2 separate regions of the Oryctolagus cuniculus genome follow, and region 2 is linked to region 1. The links are chromatin contacts, called in public Hi-C maps. All regions are on one chromosome and are shown on one strand. Each heading gives the region's core, a stretch centred on a gene start, on an enhancer-like site or on the middle of the called end of the contact. The rest is flanking DNA. Distances are from core to core; before and after follow the strand shown. Region 1 has its middle 25 kb from the start of COX4I1. Region 2 holds the start of IRF8 (interferon regulatory factor 8).

Region 1 (7,900 bases), core at 1,358-3,857:
GTTCCTGCACCGTGAAGGACACTGGCTCAGAGACAGAGAGGACCTTAGAATTCAGCCTCACTGGTCAAACAGAACGCAGCCCAGCACCTGCTTGGCCACCAGGGGTGTGCTGGTACACGTCAATACCCGGCTGGCCGGCAAAGCCCCGACTGCTTCGTGTCTGCCTACTGCTGTGGTGTGAACAGTCTGCTTTGAGGCTACAGAGACGTGCAGACTGGGCTCTGGGGCGCTGGTTCTGGACGGGCCCAGTTCTCTGTCCTCGCTGTTCCTGGTGGGCTGGAAACGTGTCTGCCTGTGTGCCAGCATTTCACCCTCTTATGCCATGTGCACACGTGTGTGCCGGACCAACGGCTCCCAGCCCCAATCCCAAGGCCCCGTGGGGACATGTCGAGGGTGTGCCTCGAAGCCTGTGTCCAGAATTCTGCCACACAGGGGACACGGGGCGGTGCTGCAGCACGCACTCCTGGGTGTGTGAACTCTGTGTCACAATCACACAGAGCCCACAGGCACGGAACAGACGGTCTCCCTGAGGCTGCGTGGCTGAACCAGGAAGTGAGTCGACAGCCGGGATCATTTCGTTCCTCCAGAGGCCTGCTCAGCTGTAGGGAGGGTCTGGCGTATCCCGGCAACCTGTGGGCTAGCTCTGAACCTTTCACACTTTCCAAGTAAGTTGCAAACTTGAACTTACAAAAGGGGCTCCCAAAGAGAGGAGAGCACTGGCGACCTATGGAGCGAAAGGTCTGGGCTCTACAAGGTGGCCCTCTGTGGGCAGGAAGCTGGGTTCAGAGCAACACCAGCAGGCTGTGCGGTGGGCTACCAGGCTCCAGTCCCCCAGGCAGGCGATGCAGGTCTACCTGGGAGGCCCTGTGAGGCATAGGTGCCTGCAACTCAGTCTTACTCAGTTGCACGGAAGCGACCTTCCGGTGGGGGAGGAGGGAGTAGAGGACATGTGAACCAGGCTTCTGGACTTGTCACTATGTCCTTGAGCCTCAGCTGGCTCATCTGTCAAATGGGGACTATGACCTTCATCTTGGAATTTTTGCAGGAAAAAATGAAAGCAAATGTCCACGAAACATGTGACTTTACAGATCAGGTAAAAGGCCACGACAGACAGCGGGTTTAACTGCTTTGAACTGTAGGAAGCAAGCACTGAAAGTTATTTTCAAAACAGGCTACTGGCTTCCGAGATCCTTCAAGTTTCTCTCCAAACTCCAGAGTGAAACGGTGACTAGGTCAATGCCTCTGTATTTGATTTTGGAACTATTTCTCGGAGAAAAATGGGAGTGGACGTTCTGAGAATTCAGAATAAAACAACACTGCGTAAAAGGGCATCAGAAAGGCTCCACCTTCAGGAGAAAGGGGCAAATCCCAAGACAGCACAGACAGTAGGCGTCCCCAGCACCGGGCAGGACGTGGGCTGTCACGGGTGCCCTCGGGCCGCAGTGGACTCGCCACATCCCGACACCCTCTCCCGGGACGGTTCTGACTCCAGCAGTGGAAGGGCCTCTGGGCCCTTAGGAGTCGCTCCTTTCTGGATGAGGAAGTGGGCCCTAGCGGTTATGTAAGTCACAATCATGAACGCTACAGCTCGGTGACCCCAGGAGACCTCTTGTTCACGCCTTGCCTGCCCCCCCCCCCCAGCTTCACATTCAGGCCCCAGAGCCCCACAGCAGTGACTCAGCCAGGTGACAGGGTGCCGTGACGGACAGAGCACAGCCTGCACCCAGGGGTTTATTCCCAGCGTGACCCGGGGTCCTCACTCGCGGTGCTGGCAGACAGGCTCTCCCGCCCTCAGCACAGAGCAGCCCGTGAGCCCGTGAGCCCGCGAGCACGTGGCTTCCCACAGAGCAGGGGCCTGAGCCCGTTCAGGCTGCAGGTGGGCAGTGGATCTCTAGAGAACAGAGGTCACATGAAGCCCAGCCCACACAGGGACGCTGGCTGTGCGGGCTCTCAGGCACTCAGAGACGCCTTGACTGGGAGGACCAGCCCACCTGAGCTGAGACAAGGAGCAAATGTACATGGAGCAGACGGAGATGCCGCAAGAACAAGGAAGCAACCGGCAGAGCTCAGTTACTAAGTTCAAGGGCGGGTGTGATGACAGTCCCAGAATACAGGAGCAGAATGACATCCACGAAACGTCCCAAGTGTTAGGGGCCTGAGGGAGGGGGCACAGGCAGGACCAGAGGTGGCCACCAAAGCCCGTGCCCAGCACTCGGCACAGCTGACAGAGCTCAGAGCTGGGGGGGGGGGGGGAGTCCAGGCAACTCCTCCAGTTCCCAGCACTTCCCGGACAAGGCCCTGTCTCTCTTCTCAGTCTCCGCCTCAGTGCCCACAGCCCCGAACCCTGCTCCAGTCAGCCACTGACCAGGATGAAGCCAATGCTTACTGCTGGCCGAGCTCTGTGAGAGGCCCAGGGACAGACAGGTGAAGAAGGGAGATGACGGTGGGCTCGCAAGGGGTGCACGGAGACCAGGGAAGGCAAGCTTTGGAAATGTGGTCCGAGAACAAAACACAAATGTGAACACGGTTTGACCCTGTCCCCATGAACCAGGCTCCCCCACTCCAGCTGGGTCAGGTGGCTCTTTCAGTTCCCCATGGAGCCCTCTGTTCCCAGGGCTGTGGAGGAGGAGAGCTGGTGGCAGGCCAAGCTAGCTGAAGGCCGGGCCATGGGTCTGCGGTGTCTCCCCTGCCTGTGGCTAGCCTGGAAAGTGGGACCGGAGCTCTGCGTGCCAGCACCTGCCCCAGTGCACAGGGCCATGTCCCAGCTGGGAGAGGTCACAGGTGTGGGGCGGGCCGTGTGGTTCTGCAGAGGTGGGAGTGTCCGAGTGCTGTGTGTCCCTGGGCAGGTCCCCAGGCTCTGACCTCTCTGTGAAGCAGGGCTGTAAGACCTGTCCCAGCGGTCACTGGGAGGATCACGGGACAAAACGCCCTGACTCCCTGGCACGAGCCGGTGCTGGCACATTTTCCCTGCTCCCGTCTTCTCTCCGGACTCCCTCCCAGGCCACCTCCCCACCCCGCTCTGTCTCCCCGCGGGACACTGCCTCCTCTTCAGGGGCTGCACTGACTTCCAGTCCTCCATGCGGAGAAACTGGACTCTACGCTCCCTTCTGGAAGGTCCTGGCAGCTGTCAGGTGGAAAGTCCTGGACACAGTAAAGCACTTCTCACACAGCCATCGCTGTGGTCTGCCTGCTGGGTTGGGAATGATCCATCCACTTGTCCACCTCTCAGTCCTGCTCCAAGCCAGGGGCCTCTCCTATGCTTTTTTTCATACTCCTGGGCGTGCAGGTCTGCTCTGCAGAGCTAAGCTTTCAGTCTTGTCTCTGAAATTCCAATTATCCCGAACAAACAGAATTTAAAAACATTTCTCCCCGCCTGAACGGCCTGGGTGTCCACGGGCTCCCTCGATGGCTGTGAGCACATCGGCCCGCCACCGAAAGTGTCCCCTCACCCTCAACCCCGGCTTCACAGCTGCACGTGGACGGCCAGGCTGGCTGGCCGAAGCTCCACGTCCCGGAAGGGGAACTGCTGACTGACGGGCGTGCCGCACCCTCTGCGACAGCAGGAGACTGCTCCTACCTGCCGGCTCACTTCCCAGATGTCCACAATGGCTAGGGCTGGGCCTGGCCACAGCCAGGAGCTCCATCCAGGCCTCCCAGGCAGGTGGCGGAGACCCAACTGCTTGAGCTCTCGCCTGCTGCCGTGCAGGGCCTGCATCGGGAGTCAGAGCCCGGCCTCAACCAGGACTCTGCAGGGACACGGGCAGCACAGCTGCCGCGCCCACGAGCGCCCGGGCCTGTCTTCCAAGCGCGAAGCGCGCTGTTCGGTGTCTGAGGCTGGTTCGCTTCTGACGAGTGGGGAAGTCTTAGGTGAGTTTCCCTGAACTGCTGAGTGAGGAGAAAACTGGGTCTCCCGCTGGGTGGCAGAGGCGTTTCACTCAGCCTACTCAGCAAGGCAGCCGCGGCAGCTTCTCGGGGCTGCCCTGATAGAACACTGCAAACTGGGGGCTTCACAGAGAAACCGCTCTGACGGCTCCCCCGGCCCACGTCCGCCCCGAGGTGTCGGCAGGGCCTTCCTCCCTCCGGAGACGCGAGGAGCGGCCGAGGGAGCACGGCCATCCTGGAGCTCCGAGGCCGAGGATGCGGCACTCCAATGCTCGGCTCTGCGGTCAGTGTTATTCCCCTCGCGTCTCGTTCCAGATCGCCCTCTCCTTATAAGGACACCCATCCCTGGATCAGGGCCCAGACTCTAACCCAGCGTGACCCCACCTTAACCCAGTGACACTGCAAAGTTCCCATTTCCAAATAAGTGCACATTCACAAGTACTGGGGATTAAGGCCTCAACGTATCTTTTTGGGAGAAACAATTCAACCCAAAATTGAGAAGGAAGCTGCCCCGTTTTCCCCATGATCACTTCGCTGACATCTGGGATGCATCCGCTCTGGAACGCTCATCAAGCAGTGTGAAGTGGCTTCCTGCGTTCACACACTGATTTGGTTTTACCCATTACTGTGTACCTCACCCTCCCTTCATCGGTTTTGTGAGCAGAGGAAACCCTCCCAACAACCAAGTGCCAGGTGCCAGGGAAGGGCCACCCTCTCTAGGGTCAGGGGTCCACTCTACTTTGTGTGGGTCACCGCCCTGAGCCCCTCCACTGCTCTCGCTGGCCTCCTGGTGAGCAACGTTCTTCAGGGTTTGACACTTTAGAACTTGCACGCACCTCCCCAGAATCCAGTACCCACAACCCTCTCCACTGAGCAGACATGTAACGACAAGTCAAAACCCTGATAAGGCGGGATGTCATACATTCTGTTTGTGTTCCAAAGAGCCCTTACCGTACCACACTCTGAAATATTTTCAGGAGAAATAACCTCATCTCTGAGGTCAACTTCAAAATAACACAGGGGAGGTCGTGCGTAGTTGCCAGTCAGGGCCTTGCTGGGCACATGGGTTCACTGCACTGCAGCGGTGTAGCAGGTTACAGCCACGGCCTGCAGTGCCAACATCCCCTGTGGGCACTGGCTCAAGTCCCGGCTGCTCCACTTCTGATTGAGCTCCCTGCTAATGCACGTGGGAAAGCAGCAGAGGACGGACCAAGTGCCTGGGCCCCTGTCCCCATGTGGGAGACCTGGAAGAAGCTCCTGGCTCCCGGCTCTGGCTTGGCCCAGCTCTGGGCATTGTGGTTATTTGGGGAGTGAACCAGTGGAAGGAAGACCTCTCTCCTCTCCCTTATTGTAATCTGACTTTCAAGTAAATGAATAAATTTTCAAAAAAGAAAAGAAAGAAATTCCTAATTCAAAACTGTCCCACCCGGAGCCCCCTCAACTTCTCTCCCGAGGCCAGCTGCCTAATTTGAGGGTGCGCTTGGGTTGCGTTGTCCCTGTTTACTAGCTCCCCTCGCAGCAGCCCCAGGCGAGGTTTGAGGGCAGTGCCTCTTCAGCACGTGGTGAAGGCGACCTGGACGCAGGCCAGCACGCGCGGACACTGGGCCCCACCGTGCTGTGCCAGCATTCGATGCTGCTTGGTTAATGTCCTTCCCACGCCTGGCCACGGGCTCGCTGTGTGGCACGGAGCTCCCAGGACTCCTGGTGCCCAACTAGGCCTACTGGGGGGCCCAAAGGGATCCAACCCAGAAAGCCAGGGCCACTGGTCATGCTGTCCCTGCTGCATGGATTCAGTTTTCATTTATACATTTTACTTGTTAAAACATATACCAGAACAGTGAAACTAAAGTTTAGAGACAATGGATGTCATCAGTTTTGACAGGAGTTATTTTATATATATATATATATATATATATATTATAAACAAACATATAACTTTACATGTATATATATAAATATGTATGCATATGTGTATGTATGTATATATAAAGTTATATGTATATAAAGATTTATTTATTTTGAAAGGCAGAGTTAGAGAGAGAGGTCTTCCATCCACTGGTTCACTCCCCAAATGGCCTCAATGGATGGGGCTGGGCCAGACCCAAGCCAGGAGCCGGGAGCTTCTTTTAGGCCTCCCACTTGTGTGCAGGGGCCCAAGTACCTGGGCCACCCTCCCAGCTTTTCTAGGCACATTAGCAAGAAGCTGGACCAGAAGTGGAGCAGCTGGGACTCGAACTGGTGGGCATACAGGATGCCAGCACTGCGGGTGGTGGCTTGACCTGCTAAGCCACGGCACCGGCTCCTGGTTTTATATTATAAAACAAGCAGGGAAATTATTTGCATGATGAAAGGTTTCGGAACTTCGGCAGAATGGGCAGCTCCATACGGCATTTCAACAGCTTTCGGTCTACGTATTTTCCAAGCATGCCACCAGCTCCTAAGAAAATGCCCCTTGTTTCTAGAACTGCTTTGGTGCCTCCACATTCTGCAAGAACTCCACCTCCAGCATTCACGGCTGAACCCCTCTAGCGTCTCCTCTACAGCCCGATCCAACGGCTACGGCTGCTGCTGCTGCGACACTCCTCCTCGAGATCTCCTGGGAGCAGAACGCCTCCCTTGGTTTCCACAGCACTCCTGCAAACCAACACGGGGTCAAATACAGGGAGAGAGCCCCCGGACACTCACCCTGCCGTGGCCCTCGGGCCCCAGCTCCTGGGCTTCCACAGCCCCGCAAGGAGAGCGGACACTTGAGTCGTAAGCCGCATCTTAACCACCAGGCCGCCCACCCCCTCTATACTCAGTGTGCATTTGTATTACTCTTTACTCTCACATGTCCAACATTCACTTCCATGTCTCTCTGCTCAGATCTCCAGCACAGGGACTCATCTATGGTGTTTCAACTGTGGCCTTGCCAACAGAAATACGTTAATTCCAGATCTTTCAGGAAGCAGCCGAGCTCCATGTTGCATTTCACTCTGTTTAGTGCTACAGGTCACGGCCGAGTCTGAAATGCACCAGTGCCGCTCTGCAGCACGCTCCTCAGATGCCAGCCCGCCCAGGTCCCTGCCTCTGCTCCGCAGTGTCGTTACTCTGACCCCTGAGCTGCACTCTGACCCCTGAGCTGCGCTCTGACCCCTGAGCTGCACTCTGACCCCTGAGCTGCGCTCCTTCTCCTGCAGTCTCTGGGGCCAAGAGCACTTTGCTCTGATAGTGCAGCAAGAGGCAGCTGTTGGGAGGAACGTGGGCTGGAGTCCCGTGACTAATGCGCTCCATTTACACAGGGCAGCCACTCCCCTCCGGGGCTCTCAGCTCTCCTGCCTCCAGAGTGGACATCCCAGGGCTGTGTCTCATCTGGCACTGTTTATGTGTCTGTGGGTTTGCAGAGGTCAAATGCAGTTTAACTCACACGTGGTGTGGGGGAGACGGACGGGACCCTGGCGCTCTGGGCTGTGCAGTGAGCGGACGTCTAGCTACTGACCTCATCTGACAGGCTTGACATCGACCGTTTGGTGAGGCTTCCCAAAAGTCCCTGCTCTTGAACCGGGGGGACCTCGTCTCATTGAAAATGTTTACCCTTGAAATCAATCCTCCATGTCCTTCAGTGCTCAGTGACCACAGAGGCCTGTGGCCAGTGGCCAGGGTCTGAGGAGTCAAGGTGCAGCTGCCTGTGTAATGTGGACACGGCTTACTGCGTGGGGCCCGAGGAAGCACGGGTGTCCTCTCCTCCTCCAGCCAAGCACTCCGTGTGCTCTCAGACACGTCCGACACAGGACACCAGCTCTCCGTCCTGAAGGAAGCCTTATGTTCTCATGTCACGATGTTGAACTTGATCCTTTAGCAAATTTTCTGAATCCCAGTGTTCACTCTAGCCCACAGCTCATTTCTGTTCTCTCCTAAGCCTTTGCTCTCAGACTTGCTATCAAGAAAAACAAAGTGTATCATCCTGGAACTCCCGTATTTATATGAGGCAAGAGAAGCAGTGCACAGTGGGAACTTGGTTCCCGTGGGGTCCCTTCAT
Region 2 (7,900 bases), core at 2,719-5,218, 57 kb after region 1:
TGGATATTTAGATCTAAATATAAAGACGCCCATGTCTGTGATCCTATTGTCAGGATCTCAATTTTCGGTAGACCAGTACCCCCGGCAGCAGCCCTGAAGTCCCAGAATCTTCTGACCTGCGCGTAGAATCCTCTCGCTGTGCAGAGCCGTCTGCGTCGGGGCGAGGCCGTCAGTGAAGGCCACCTTGGGAGGAGAAGAGAAAGGGTGCTCAGGGACACTATTTCTGCGCGTGGGTGAGGGCCACGGATCCTACACCCCAGGCACGAACAGCGTATTTAAAAGGATGAAATTTAGGTGATGAGCAGATGTGGCCACGGCTCAGATTTCTGCTGGTTTTCCTCCTAGAATCAAGAAATAGACTGGGGCAACATTAGGACCTGGCGGATTATCATCCAAGTCCACTTTGAACAAGGAGAGCAAAGTGTCAACGAAAGAGAAACTACTGCTAGGCTGGAGTCAAAGCTCAGCCTCTGGGGTAGGCGAGTTCGGCCAGTTTCTGGGTATTTCTGCTCCAGGGCCCCTGAGTCGGCTCCGGTGGGCCACCGTGATGGACTCCCACGTTGATTGGAAGACGTTGGTTCACATGAGAACATTTCTGCTTCCTGCACACACACACAGTCCCTCCGAGTGTTTAACTGCCTGATGTTTGTTCTGTGAGTAAACTACGAATGGGCCTTTACCCTCTCCGTGAGGACAAGGTCCTCGGCTCTCCCAGGGGAGTCGCCAGCTGGGCTGTGCCTGGAGCCCTGGGGCCGCGCGTGCCCGCGGCTGACTGTGCCTGGAGCCCTGGGGCCGCGCGTGCCTGTGGCTGGGTGTTCATTGGCCACCTTGAGAAGGTCTGGGGAGGGGCCTCCCCTGCAGTTGCCCAATCCTTAGGCAGGATGGTGGTTGTACACGTGCACACAGCTGTGGAAACGCCACTCTCGTCAAGGTGCAGCACGCTCCAGCTCCAGGAGGGCCCTCTGTGGCTGTCCCGGTCAGCCCCCACTCAGCCCCCCCCCCAGGGGTCACTGCTCTCAGAGCTGTCATTCCTGCCCGATCCTGATCTTTGTGGGGCTGAGATCAGACTCCCAGGTGTGCTCTCGCCTGGGCACCTGCCAGGCGACGCTGTGCCCGCGAGATTCGCGTCGGGACGGACTGTGCAGCTGCTGCTCCATTTTATTGCTCTGTGGTGTTTCCCCCGAGGGCGGGTGTAGCACAGTTGATTGGCACTTGGGGGCTAAGGGTCCTCTCTGTGTCTCTGGTGAACTTCACACAACTTCTCTGGGTTTCCAGGGCAGGAGGCGGAGCCCCACTGTCAGGAGACTGCTCCCTCGGCCAGCACAGTTCTCGCTGGAAACCCTGCCCCGGGCTCAGGCTTGGAGAGGTGGGGGCTCCCCCGGGAAAAGCGCTCGGTCAGGGACCCTCTCCAGCAACACCCTCGTCCTCCCTCTTCCCGAGCCCACTCTGCACCTCAGCTCTGGACTTCCAGGGCTTCGAGTCCCCAGGGAGCACCCCTGGGCGCATCTACACCTGCGAATCTCAGGCACCTCGGCTCCTGCCAGAGCCGGGGCTGAGGAGGGGGCGGGACACCTCCTCCTGGCAGCAATCTGCAGAGCTCTGATTCGCTGCCGGGCGGGGTCGGAGCAGCTTCGGTGTGAAACCGGAGGAGTGCCCGTCACCCTCATTCCTGTCTTGAGGGGGAGGGGCACCTGTTCAAGTGCAGGCGACAGGGCCAAGGGGATAGACTTGATCCGATGCGGGGAGCACAGGTAGGAGACCCTGTCGGACGCTTACGCCAGCTGCACCGCCCACGCTGGGCCCCGTCTGAGCTCGGACTGTGGACCCTGACCTGGGGCTGAACCGATCAACTCCGGCAGCCACGGAGGCTGGAAGCCACAGCTCTGGGAGCCAGGACAGTGGGCTCTGGGGAGTGTCCTCCTGGCTTGCTGATGGCTTCCTCGGGGGTCTCTGACCCTGCCTGCCACCCCCCGGTAATCATGCTGGGGCTGGAGCTCTGGGGGACACGGTGTCGTCTAGGCGGACCCTGGCAGAGCGGGAGGCCCTCAGGGATCTGCCCCCAGGCCGGTTCTCGGTCACTGCCCACTGAGAAAGATTGACACTTGGGAGGGGAGGGCCGTGGGAGAAGTGGGCAGAGAGATGAGGAGGAGGAGGTGGTTTGTGGGGCTCAGGAAGATAGGAGTCAGGGGGGTGGGGAGAAAGCACAGGGGCTCCCTGAGGGAGGGAGGGGCTGCCAGGGCTTCGGACCACTGGTGGGTTGGTGGGAACCGGTCTGAGGCAGCCTCCAAGGGGCTGTGTGGTGGGGCGGGGAGGGGACCCAGAGGGGTGTCCCTGGGTCCCTGCTTCCAGACGTCCCTCACCTGTGACCACGGGGCCACAGTGTGGGTTCTTCCTCTTGCCCCAGGGACAAGGACGGCAGGAGGAGACCCCTGTGACAACCACGGGGAAGCTGCCAGACAGAAAGGCCCTCGCTGGGGGCGTGGCGAGGAGGGAGGGGGCTGCCGTGGAAGTGAGCGTGGATTCCTTGGGACTGCGAGTTGCTGGGGGTGCAGGACCATCGGAGACAGCCCGCCCATCGTGTGCCCGTGCTGTCCTGGGCACGCGGTGGGGGCTCGAGGGATGCCCAGAGCAGCTGGGAGCCCTCCCCAGGCAGGGAGGCGGCTGGTGAGGACGCCTGCTGGACCTGCAGTGACATCTACCGCCAGCAGTGCCTCCCACTTCTGCTCGCTCCCCGCTCCCGCTCGCTCCTTGGGGCAGGTGCAGGGCGGAGTCCGCGAGCAGGGACAGCGCTGGGGGAAGTCGGTGTCGGGGACTCCAGAGGCAGATCTGTGGAAAAAAAAAAAAACCTCTTCAAAGGCTTCCGATGTGCTCTGAGCTCTGGGAGCTGCACCGCGCAACACAGCAAACATTCAAACAGCCCCACCTCCATCTGGGGAAGCGTAAAGAACTCGCCCGTTTAAAAAATAAGTTCATTTGAAATTGTTTGGTGCCGGGGACTTTGTAATTGTATGAAGAAATTCATACCAGGTATTTTCTAACTTGCAAATGGTTTTCAGATCGGAGACATTTACTGAGCGATAATTACATTCATGGAGTTGCCACGTTTTGAGGATTTTATCTGAACGTTTTTAAAGTTTGCAGCGGTTTTTGTATTCTGGGGCAGATGCCTTTTTTCAGACATTCTCTTGGAAAAGCCCAGCGCGTGAGGCAGCCGGGTAAGCTGGGGCTGTCAATCAGCTGCGACCCCGGGCTTCCTCCTTTCGGAGGGGACAGGGAAAAGCTTCCTTGTTCGGCTCTCCCGGTTTCTCTTTCCGTCCGCAATGTGGCCCCCACGGCCACCGCCACGCTTCCGCTAACTCCCAGCTCACACCAGGACGGGCGCAGGTGCACGGGGCGCAGGTGCACCGGCCGCGGGCGCTGCAGGGGCTCCGGGCGCAGGGCGCGGGGGCCCCCTTCCCTCGGCCGCGACTGTGCGACGGCGGCTTTCCCGAGGGGCCCCCTGGCTCTCGCACGTCAGGAGTGGACACCGCGCGGGGCCACTGGCCGGCGGCTGGTCTCCGAAGGCCGCGCAGCGAGGACACGTGCCTGGAGCCTTCCGCGGGTCGGGGGTGGGGCGCGCTCGTCTGGTGCTGCTCCAGGAAGTGGGCCCGAGCCGGGGGCCTTGGGTGGGGGCAGAGGAAGCACGGACCCCTGCCCTGGCCGGGCCCCATCACCCTCTTTACCCTAACGCGACGCCCCTGCGCCCCCTCGGGAATTTCTCCGGGAACCCCCCTCCCGCGCCGCCCACGGACCCCCAGCCCGACGCGAGGGGCTAGGTGGCGGCTCCGGAAGAGGCCCTGGACCCTCGGCCACGCCGCACGCGGGCGCTCGGCCAGCAAAGTGGTTTCTCGGAAAGGCCGGCGTTTAGGAGAAGGCGGGTCAACCGGGCCGAGCCGATTGGGCGGCGCGCGCACGCTTCTCGCGCGCCATTGGCCCGCGAGGCCGTCGCTCGGCGCGCCGGGCCCGCCCTGCCCCTTAAAACCGCGCCGCCGCCGGGAGCCCGGGGCTGCGTCGCCGGGAGCGCGGCGGCGAGCGTGGGAACGCGGGCGGCGGGCGCGAACGCGGGCGGCGGCAGGTAGGCTCGCTGGGCGGGATGGGCTGCGCGCGGGGCGAAGCCGCGAGGCTTTCCAGGGTGGAGCCGGAGGCCGCCCCCTGTGCCTCGGTTTCGCCCTGCCTTGCTCCCTGGCCTCGTGGGGCCGCGGTGAGCGCCCGGGGCGAGGGTTGCCCTTGGTCTGTCCCCAAAGATGGGTGGCCAACAACAAGTCTTATTTTTCGTCCAATGCCGAGACCTGCCCTATGGCCCCTGGAGTCCTGGGGGAGGGGGCTGGAGGGTCCTGGCCGCCGGTGCGCCGGGGTTGGCCTGGGCAGTTCTGGTGAATGACTGCTCTCAGTTCCGAGTCTGGGCTGGGGTCCTTGGCTTCCATCACAGCCCAGGCAGGAAAGGGAGTGTGGAAGGCACAGCTCAGAAAGTCGTTAGGCTGTGAAATGAGCCGGGCAGCCGCCCAGGGCTGGGCGGTGCTGAGGAGTGGACGCTGGACACGCACGTTTCCAAAATTGTTAAGTCTCCTCCCAACCTATGGTGCCTACCTTTTTTTTTTTTTTTTAAACCAACGGAGAAGGACGCCCTGAACCTGTGCCCCTGGGGTGTGGCAGCTTCCTCCCCTGGGGGCTGGCAGTGTGTCTGTCCCCTGACTGGGGCCAGGGAGGGAAATGGCTTTGATGCCTGTCGGTCCAGGGGTGGTGAGGGCTTGCAGGGACCAGAGTGGGCACCCCGCAGCCCCGTGGCGGGAGCAGGTGCCTGCTGTGTCCTCCGTGTGGACGGGGAGGCGGGGGCAGAGGCTGCCCTGGGAAGCCTGACCCCTGGACGCATTTATGGGGACTCAGATTAACTGCAGATAGGAGCTGGCGGATAGAACCATCGCTTCAACACGGAGGAAGAGGAAGTCGGGAGCATGTGACTGGGCACCGATTTTTCCTGGCGGCGGCGGCGTTCGGTGGAATCGCTTTGTTGGTCTTCTGTAAATCATTATGGATCATGTTTGTAACGCCCGTGGAATCCTAGGCTTTTCACAGTGCCTAGAATCGGCAGGGATCGCAAAGGTCCTTGGGCCAGGGCTGTGGGTGGGATGGGACCCGGGAAGGCACTCACGGCTCTCAGTGGCAGAGCCCGGGGCCGCGGCAGGGGTCCTGCACCTCACTTTTCCCTCGGAGCCGAGAGGGGCTGGTGGGGACGACTCCCGGTGTCTCCCTGCCGGGCTGCCCCGTGACTCACTCTCCTTTCACTGCTGTTTCTCTTTCTCTTTCTCTTTGCCCCGTTTTCTCCAGAAATCACCCGACTGTCCGGGTTTGGGAGTTACGAACCTGCTAGGGATGCTGTGAGCAAGTGAGGGCGCCCTAGCACGGGGCTTCCAGGGCGGCGGGGTGGGGGTGGGCAGGAGCACCCGCCCCGCTGCTGTGCTCCTACAGCACCCCTCCCCCCACCCCCCCCAGGGTCTTTTGCATCCCCTGGGAAAAGCTGTAGGACTCTGCACCCGGCTGTGCTGTGCTCTGGGAGGCACAGGGTCAGGCGCCTCTCTCTACCTGACTGTGTTTCATTCCTCTCTCTCCCGAGGCTCCCGCTCCGCCTGCGTCCCTTCTTATAGACACGGTGGCTGCTTTAGAATTCACCATCTCCGCGAGGGGTCCCTTGGCTATGCCGGGGTCCTGGAGAGGCTCAGGTCCAGTTTCTGTCGCACGCCCATCGCCTCCTTTGAAATCAGCTGGGCGGCTGGGGTTGGTGGCTGGAGAAGTGAGCGCTGGCCCTGGGGGACCTGGCCTCCCTCTCGCTGGTCCCTGGCCCCGCACAGCCGCCTGCAGGGAGCCTCAGGTTGCCAAGAGGCACACTTCTCACAGCCGGCGCTGACCACTGCTTGGCCACATTCTTGGGGACGTTGTCTCTTGTTTCCGCCAGTTGGTTAAAGCTTGTTTGCCTAAAGCGGTCACATTTTAATCAGAAGAGTAAAATAGTGCTTTTTGCTACAATTTTTTTTGGGGTGGGCGTCTGTCCAGCTGCCTAGGGGATTTCCAGCACTGTTCTTGTAACTGCTGGCTGATGGTCGGTACGGCTTCATCGCCCTCTCCTCCCCTCCCCGTCCCCTCTGCCCCCTACCGCCCCCTCCCTCTCCAGTGTAAAGCTGTCTGTTCCAGGAGGAGAGCCCTTCCCGCGGGGATCTGGGCTCCCTTGCACGGCTGGGCCCCTCCATCAGGGTGTGGCCTGCCTTGCTCCATCTGGAGCCACAGTCCTCTCACACTGACGTGGGAGGGGCTCCCGGGGGACACGGCCCGTTGCCCTCTTACCGAGGGAGGGTTGCTGAGGTCCCGGCACCGCCCCAGGTGCATCAAATGCTGCAAACACAAGTGCCCGTGGTCATCATGATTTTCAGCCAGGACGGGGTCACTGATGCTCCCGGCTCCCCCTGCTGAGAGGTGGCGAGGCTAGAAGGGGACCCCATTTCTCTCTTTTCCCGACTCAGCCCGTATCACGAAGCCGCTGTCCAGGAGCAGCCTGGGAGCGGTGGCCTCGCGGGCTGCACAGGGGCCGGATTCTACCCTGGGACGCAGGTCCTGCTGGGTGTCCTTGGTCAGCTTGGTTCCGAGGGGAATGGCCGCCTACGGGAGATCCGTGCACTTCAGTGAGTCCGCTCCGTCTCATGCTCAGGGCGGAGCTCGGCGGTGTGGCTGCGTTTGCCTGCGAGGATTCAGCCAGAACCGGGTGGCACTGGCTGGGAGGCTGGCCGCCGCGCCCCCGGGGAGCTTTCAGTTTTGGTTCAGGACTTGGAGTCGGGAAGCCCTCGGGGGCTTCTCCTGGCGGGGGGCCGGGGTCCCGGAGCCCCTGGGTTTCCCCCAGCCAGCACCTTTGCTGCGAACCTCTGGTTTGCCTGGGTTGCCGTGACTGTGGGACAGCACGCGTGACACACGTCACAGAGTAGGTTTTCTGTCTTCCCAAGGATGTGTGACCGGAACGGCGGCCGGCGGCTTCGGCAGTGGCTGATCGAGCAGATTGACAGCAACATGTACCCGGGGCTGATCTGGGAAAACGACGAGAAGAGCATGTTCCGGATCCCCTGGAAGCATGCCGGCAAGCAGGACTACAACCAGGAGGTGGACGCGTCCATCTTCAAGGTGCGGACGGGCGGGCGCCGGCCACGCCCTTCGGGTGGGCTCCCGCGTCCATCCCAGTCCGAAACGCAGATGTGGCTGGAGGAGCGCAGAGCGGGCTCAGGAGGACACCGGGGGGCTTGGCCATGTTAAACCATCTGCGTGGTTTTGGGGCCCCCTGTGTGGGGAGCATTTTTCCAGTGAGGAGGTCTGGGGCGCGTCCTTCTCTGCTCTGTGTTTCTGTCCCCTGAGGACCCGCCCAGGGAGGGGAAGGGCTCCCACAGGACCCTCACGCTAAGACCTTTGCTCTCTGCGGTGACGACATCATGGGGTGACGTCACCTGTGTGTGGCGTTCTAGGGCCAGCGGGGGAGACTGAGGCCCCGACTGCCATTCCCTCTGGGGCCGGTCACGCCGGAGAGGGGGTCCGGTCACGCGGGGAGAGGTGGTCCTGAGCTAGCAGCAGTGACTAAACAGTGCTGTCTCCCCTGAGGGCAGCACCTGCCCACGCACAGAGGAGCCGTCCGGAGTTCCTGGTGGCGGAGGGTGTGTTCTGGGCCAGGCCCGGCCTGCTGGGTTGTTTTCCTCTCGCACAGTCGTCTGTGGTCCATGCCATTCTCACCCTCACTCTGCGGGGGCACCAAGAGGGGGTCGCTCATCCGGGGTCTCCAGCTTTTCCTGGACTGTGAGCCGGTGTTCGGATGCAGCCCCCCCCCCCCCCACGT

Evidence for each region. A called contact is a pair of places that touch in the nucleus more often than the background predicts.
Region 2: a contact with region 1 is called in a Hi-C map of liver, with 7 times the contacts expected there. The contact joins the promoter of IRF8 here to the enhancer-like site in region 1. A contact is called at or near these places in 2 of 6 Hi-C or Micro-C datasets (liver and an unstated tissue).

Annotation. Positions count from the first base shown.
Region 1 is chr18:66,946,099-66,953,998 of mOryCun1.1, forward strand. No RefSeq gene overlaps it. Among named protein-coding and RNA genes, the nearest start is that of COX4I1, 25 kb to the left of the region's middle. Within about 2 kb of position 2,608, at least 1 of the 8 cell types and tissues checked has an H3K27ac peak or open chromatin away from gene starts, as enhancers often do.
Region 2 is chr18:67,001,403-67,009,302 of mOryCun1.1, forward strand. It overlaps IRF8 (interferon regulatory factor 8), which reads left to right and starts at 3,969. Exons shown (of 9, transcript XM_051829272.2): 1 at 3,969-4,114; 2 at 7,026-7,200. The coding sequence starts at 7,027.